2 separate regions of the Drosophila melanogaster genome follow, and region 1 is linked to region 2. A link is a contact called in public Hi-C data. All regions are on one chromosome and are shown on one strand. The core of a region is the stretch at or near the end of the contact, and the rest is flanking DNA. Distances in the headings are between cores, read along the strand shown.

Region 1 (3,839 bases), core at 139-2,638, 1.2 Mb before region 2:
AATATTTTGTTTATCATATAAGTATAAAACCTGTAAAGTTTATAAATATATATGTATAATATGTATGTATATACAAGAAATATTTATGTTCTTTAGAAAAAATCGCGTATACGACCTGTGGTCAGCTTTTTACTTTGGTTTCAGTTTTTGTTCTATTGGAAAATGCAATTTTGGGAAACAATAGATCATTTTATTAATTTAACAATGTATTTTAAAATACGCTAATTATATTTTAAATGTTTTATTCAAAAAATCTACCATAAATGTTTAGCAACATCATAATAAAGCGAATGATTTCAGAATGATGATCACCCAGCCCAAAAAAATTCTTTCCATATTAACTCAACAAAGTGATTGATTAGTATAAATAAATAACTGAGCAAAGCATGGCAATCAAAAAAGCCCCATTGAGCCACACCTGTTCCACGGCACCTTTCGATTGGTGATGATATTCCACATGACAGACAAGATAGACCGACGGACTGCGAAGTCAGCGTCGCCGTTGCCGATCTACAGAAATAACAAAAAAAAAAAAAAAAAAAAAAAAAAGAAGCAACACTCACTCAGCTGACCTCATTACAAATGTGCTATAACAAATATAATAATGGCTAATGAAATTAACAACGCAAAATAGTAGAGGCAAATTAAATATTAAATATTGTATAATTTATACGCGTTAATTTATTACGTTTTCGCCAAAAAGGTTTGAACAGGTTGCGTGAAAAAAGTGAAATAATGATGGGAAGGAGGGGAAGTAGGGGAGGGAGGGTATATGGGTGGTATGCGTAATTTATTGCGCATTGAAAAAGTGCACTTTGACTAAATGTGTGCATTACGAGTTTTCTGAAGCGCACTGAAAATAAATTAAATAGCAATCAGGACTTGTTTAAAAGTGTTTTTATCTTTTTTTTTTTGTATTTGATTAGTGAAGATAAAAGTCAGATAATAAATAAATGCAAACTTTTAGGATGTTAAAATCCTCTGCCAGTTGTATATTTATGGGTTTTTATTGCTCATCTGAATGATTACAGTCCTCTTGTACTATACTGCTAATGAGTATAATCTTATAATGTATCCAAGTTATGTTCTTATTCCTATATACATTAACTAAAACGAACAGTACATAATAAATCTGATATCTTAACTATTTAATTATGTTCAAGAAGCGTTTTACTTTACAAATCGATTTTTTTCTTGTAAGGTATGCTTTTTTTTTCTTAGTGTAGACGGACACATTTATATATAGAAATACACTATTATACAAATCTACATTAAGCTGACCTCCTCCTCGAGCGGCTCGCTGCGACGGCGACGCTGGCAGAGGCTGTGGCAGCAGCGCTGGCAGCGGCGAATTGCGGTCGAAACCGTCCCTGGGCGAATCTGTATCTGTGTGTGTGAGTGTGCTTTGTATCTGTGCGCGTGTGTGCTTGTGTGTGTGTGCGGCATATGAAAAGTGTGTCAAGGTTTTTTGAATAATATTTTGTGCAGCGTTAACGCGACGTCCGCAGAGAAAACGTTGCTGTTGTTTTTGTCTCTTTTTCCCTTGTTGTTGCTGCTCTCGATTGTTGTTGTTGCTATTGTTGCTGGCATTTTGTTGTAATCGCCGTTGTTGCCATGTTTGCTCTTTTCATTGTGCCACTCCCCCTCCCCTTTCGCCATCCGCCACCCATCGCCCACCCAACCCCCTTTTGTGTTTGCTCATTTCACACTGTCATCGTTTCTTCTTCTCGCATTTTATTTGTACTTAATTTTGCTTTGTGGACAACACATTACTTGCGCTATTATTTATTGTTTACTTTTTAATACTGACTTCTTTATATTCAATTTAATTGAGATTCGCGGCTTTAATTCGTCAATCAACCGCATTTCTTTCGCTCTTTATCTTTTGTATTTGGGCAGTGTGCGATAAGAAAAGCGAAATGGAGACGATTGTAGTAATGGTGTAATCGGAATGTGGGTGGCGCGATTTATTTCCGTGGGCTTTTTACTTTCCGTGGGGTAGGCTTAATCCGGCGTAAAGTTGCTGGAGAGTTGGCATAACCCACATGGGAGTGTGTTGCCAAACCTTTTCCTCTAACTCGCCCAATTAGCGTTCTTTATTTTTTTTGGGAAAGCCGAAACGAAGAAAACCGAAACACAAACGCAAACCGTTGTTTGCCTAAGTCGGTTATTTATGGGCACATATTTTTACCGCCTGGCAACTGATTCAAATATCCAGGTAAAAGTTGGAATTGTTAGGTTGGAAGGTGTTCACACATGAACACGAATATATTTAAAGACTTACAATTTTGGGCTCCGTTCATATCTTATGTAAATGAATCGAGAGCGATAAATTATATTTAGGATTTTGTTATCTAAGGCGACATGGGTGCATTGCTCAAAAACATGTAATTTAAGTGCACACTACATGAGTCAGTCACTTGAGATCGTTCCCCGCCTCCTAAAATAGTCCCTTAGTGGGAGACCACAGATAAGGTCCTCGCCGCTCAAGATAGGCAGATGTGCCCGAGCGTGGGACCTCGATAAGGCGGGGACTATTTACTTAGGCCTCTGCGTAGGCCATTTACTTTAAGATGCGATTCTCATGTCACCTATTTAAACCGAAGATATTTCCAAATAAAATCAGTTTCTTACAAAAACTCAACGAGTAAAATCTTCTTATTTGGGATTTTACATTTGGTCAATCGAGCCTTTAATCGACTCTGCAGTTTCCCCCTACCAAAGGTAAGGAACTCAGAGAAAGGCCAGCTCCTTTAAGCATCTTACAGCTAAAGGTAGCAAAAATAAGTGACTCTTGTTTCCCCCTACCAAAGGTAAGGAACAGAGTATAAATATAAAAAGCAAAAGATACAAAAGAATCTTTTATGTTTTAAAACAAGCACCTTATAGTCTATAGCTAAAGGTTGCTTTGTGTACCATTATAAATTGTGGTAAGGCGTGCTTGAGGCCATACATCAGCAATTGTGAAAATAAAAAGTGCCTGAAAACAGTGCCTTATAAATGCTCTAATAGCATTAAATCAGCTCATAAATAGAGTGCAGTGTATATGCCAAAAGAGCATAAATGCCGAAATAAATGGCTAAAAAACAAAAAATCTGACTGGACTACAAAAATAATAAAACGTGCCAAAAAAAAAAAAAAAATCATCTTTAAACATCGACGGAGCCTTAAAGAAGAGAAGGAAGTCAAATTCAAAGGAGCCTCTACCAGCAGCAGAAGCAGCAACAACAGCAGCAGCAGAAGCAGCAACAGCAGTAGCAACAGCAGCAACAACAGCAGCAACAGCAGCAGCAACAACAGCAGCAACAGCAGCAGCAACAACAACGACATCAGCTAAGTCAAAACAAGAATTTTCTGTTTATCCAAACACACATATATATATAAATACATATAAAATACATATACACGTACTATATATATTAAGAAATTACAAAAAATTTTCAAAATGATGTCAGAAAAGACTATTCAATTCCTTAAGAAGCAGTCCGAAATTATTTTGGAAATTAGAAAGTTGGAAGTAAAACCAACATTAACAGATGTAGAAATTCTAAAATTAAATGAGCTTCAAAAATGTTTCATTGCTAATCATAGCAATTTGTTAAAGATCGGCGTTGTCGATCATGAATATTTTAACGCGAAGCAGTATGATTTAATAATGATGGTGTTAGAAAAAATTAAAAATAAAAATGAAAAAATTAAGGGCGAGTCGGTAGAAAACACTTTCCCTAAATCAAACACTGTCCCTAAATCAAACCCTCCCCCTACATTAAACCTTGAAATGCGTGGTCACCCTGAAAAAGAGGGTATAGCACAAAACAACGCTTTAAAAGTAGAGCAGG
Region 2 (3,599 bases), core at 284-2,783:
TTGCTCTCCGCATAATTGGCCAATGGAGGTTCTGCTCACTCGCAACTTATCTCCTTATCGGTAGCCAAGGAGAGACGCCGAGTCCCCGATTCCTAGTCGCAGGGATTATGTCACTAGTCGGGCAACGTAACTCAATTACAAAATCGGATTAGCAAATGCAGAAAATCCGAATTCAGCAAATATCTCCCGTTCGCAGTGCAGCTGATGTGGTGTGGCCATATGGTCACTTGATAGCCACAGCCGAGTCCAATAGGTCGGGTCAAGGCCCAAGACTTGTTGCTGGGAAATTCGCGACAACGAGTCGTATACGTAATGCGGCTACCTAGAACTTGCTGCGCTAGCCGAAATTTCCGTTTTTGGGGCTGCGGTCTCGGATTCTTGGTAAACCAGCTGCAAAATGCAACGAAAGCCCACACCATTCCGCATTTAAATATATTTTGCTTTTACAATGAGGAAACTTATACTTAAATTTAAAAGTCTATTGATATACATGCCACTCTTTTCGAATAAATTACATTTTGAGGTTTAATCATGACAGCGCTTTTTCTTTTATAAAATTATAGTTGTAAACTTCCTGATTAGCAATTTAAACACAAAACAATTATCTTGACAATATCGGAGCAGAATTATAGTATTCACTACCAATTAGCACTTGTAACCCCCCAGAAAGGTTGGCGCGTGACCAAAAATGTTTATTTTTTCACGCATAGAAAGTGTTAATATAAACAGAAGCTACGAGAATTTAGACAATATTCGACTGGTAAACGAGAAAAAAAAAACTTGAAGTCAAAAATATAATATAGCCAAGCAGGAGCCATTTTTCATAAATTAGATATACTTTATAAAATACAAATATTAAACGAAATCGTTGATACTAAATTATGCAAATTAAAAAATGTTTCAAACCGACACATTTGTTTATAAAATTAAAAGAGTAATTGCCTGCTCAGAATGCGACATATCATTAACGTATCTCTTAAAACATAACCCAGTGCATAAAATAAAACGCATTACAAAATCTCATTTAGGCAATCGCAACAAATTAGAAAGGCATATAAAACCATCTTGTCGAGGGGCAAATGCGTCAATCTATATGCATATTATACCACACCATAAAACAAGTAAAAGTACTTAATGACAAATTAAAACGAAAGATTCAGCCGAAATAAAAACAAATCATCGGAAAGTATATATAGAATTACATTATATTTCCTTTTGTGCGATACGAGAAATTTTCGAGTATAGAGAAATAGCGGTCATAAAAAATGCAAAAAACAAACGAGCGCAGCAAAAACAGAAAAACAGAAAATCACACAGATCGCAACCGAGTCGCGTATCATTTCTTAATGCGGAAATATTGAAGAAGAATTTCTGTTGTCTATATAAATACGAATAATGTGCGTTTGTGTGTGGACTTGTATTAACTGCATATGTAGCCCTAATAAACACACATTTTCGTACGACAATGAGAAATTGCCTGATATGCATATGTCTCGCTGCCTGCGCCTGTGTGCGTAAACAATGAGAATCCCGTGTCCGTGTGAGCAGTGTGTCTTTGCTGGTGTGCGTTATCCGCGAGACCTTGAACTTGAGACTGAATTTCCAAAAAGCGCACACACACACATACGCGCGCACCGAAGAAGCGAGAGAACAACAACTGGCTTTTATTCTGGCCACCAATACACAGGCAGTCGTGAAAGCAGCGAAGTTGGCAGCGGCATAAAAGCCAAAATAAGGCGGCAGAACAGGAATTTAGAGAGCAGCAGAGAGCCGCCAAGAAAGAGAGAGAGAGGAAGAGAAAAAAGGGGAATGGGAATGGGAATGGGAACGGGAACGGGAATGGGACTGGGAATAATGGGGATCGTGCAAAAGCGAGGCAGACGGAACCCAAAAAAAATATATTTGTAGTACGTACACATAAAAAATTGGGGAAGAGACATTCACACCAACAACAAATACTACAATTGCCAAACAAACACATAAATTATAATATTTAAATATAGAACTTTTGCGTTGTTGTCGCCCGTTCCTGTTGATTTTGCTTTCGACTCTTTGTGCATTTTACTTTCGTCTGTCGCTGCTGCATTCGAATTAACTTGAATTTTGCTTTCTTCCACACCCATAATTCTGTTTGCTTTTTTCGCTTTTTGCACTGCCATAAATTGTATTATTATTATTATTGAAAATAAATAAAGAAATAAATACATATATCCCAGTTGGGGAACATTTTGATTCCGGTTTGGCGCATTATTGCGCCGCACAAGTGAAATTATCGATACAAAGCAATTTCTAGTGGCTGTCGTTTTTGGCTTCAGCTATTCGGGGAATTCGCCTGGCATCCGTCACTGGTATTTTTTAATGGTTTTTTGTTTTGCTAAATAGAATTTGAATATGTTTTTTGCGGGCTAACAATTGGGGCAAGGCTAGTTTTATGATTGATTATTAAAGGAAGGGCGCACATTTAATGTAAACAACATAAAAATGCATGATTAAATGTACTAGGAAGATTTGCAAATTGATTTCGGTATCTAGAAATCTTTAACGCCTTAACTGAACACAGAAAGTTAAAGATAGATATTTATCGAAAATAGTTAAAAAGTGAACTTTCATTTGGCCATAATATGCCTTCAGCTCGTTTCCCCCGTAATTCGATCGGCCAAAACCAAAGCAATAATTTCAGCCAACAACTCCCAAGTATACAGTTTCATTTGCCTACTTTCCACTGATTAATGTCAGATGAAAATACTGGATAGGTGATAAAGGCTGAGCTCAATAGGTAAATCCCCCTTCAGCTGGGCCCACACAGAAATCACTTTCCGTTTCTTACAAAACCGCCCACAACTCACAAGCTCACAAATGTCGGTTGTTGGGCACATCAAAAATAGGCCAATAACCAAAATGCCATAAACAATTACAAATTGTTGTTGCTGCTGCTGCTGCTGCTGATGGTGCTGGTGTGCAATTGTTATTGCTGTTGTGGGTCGGACAGACAGGCGGGCAGCTTCTACGGCTTTCGGAAATGCTATGAAAAATTGTAAACAAAACTCAAGCACCACGGATGACGCCTTATCCACCGCACAGCCGAAAACAAACCCAGCCAAACTGAGTATAAAAAACAAAAAGCATATCGGCTCTATAAGGCGAACTAATCATTTAGAGGTAACAAGCAGGCAGCGATGGCTCGTACCTACATTGACCTACTATTGCGGCAAATGCTGCGCTATCCGCCGGAATTGTGATGTAACTGTCCCAAAATGCCGCGCACATATCAACGAGCCAGTTCGGTTCAAGTCCAAATTCGAATTCAACAAAGAAAAATAGCAAAAACCCACCAGCTCACATGCACATGACTTTACCGTTAATTTCTTTGACATGTCTCTCTGTGTGTGTGTTGTTTTTTATTATTATTATTTTTTTATGTTGTTTGCCAATTTTGCTTTGTTTTCTCGTAATATATTTAATTTTTTTCTCTTGTATTTCTGTGTGTTTTGTCGGTTGGTTAGTTTCTGCTGGTTTTATTAGACCGCATTTTTAGAGGTCAGCGCACATTTGGCGCAGCATTGCAATGTTTTGTAGACTCTATTACCACTGGCTATTTG

Evidence for each region. A called contact is a pair of places that touch in the nucleus more often than the background predicts.
Region 1: a contact with region 2 is called in a Hi-C map of the Kc167 cell line, with 2.0 times the contacts expected there. A contact is called at or near these places in 5 of 107 Hi-C or Micro-C datasets (the Kc167 cell line, the S2 cell line, larval brain and 2 more).

The regions. Positions count from the first base shown.
Region 1 is chr3L:18,779,495-18,783,333 of dm6, reverse strand. The region is part of intron 2 of ftz-f1 (ftz transcription factor 1); the gene reads left to right. All of the region lies in intron 2 of lncRNA:CR45939 (long non-coding RNA:CR45939), which reads left to right. Among named protein-coding and RNA genes, the nearest start is that of ftz-f1, 20 kb to the left of the region's middle.
Region 2 is chr3L:17,568,300-17,571,898 of dm6, reverse strand. The region is part of intron 5 of Eip74EF (Ecdysone-induced protein 74EF); the gene reads left to right. Among named protein-coding and RNA genes, the nearest start is that of CycT, 12 kb to the right of the region's middle.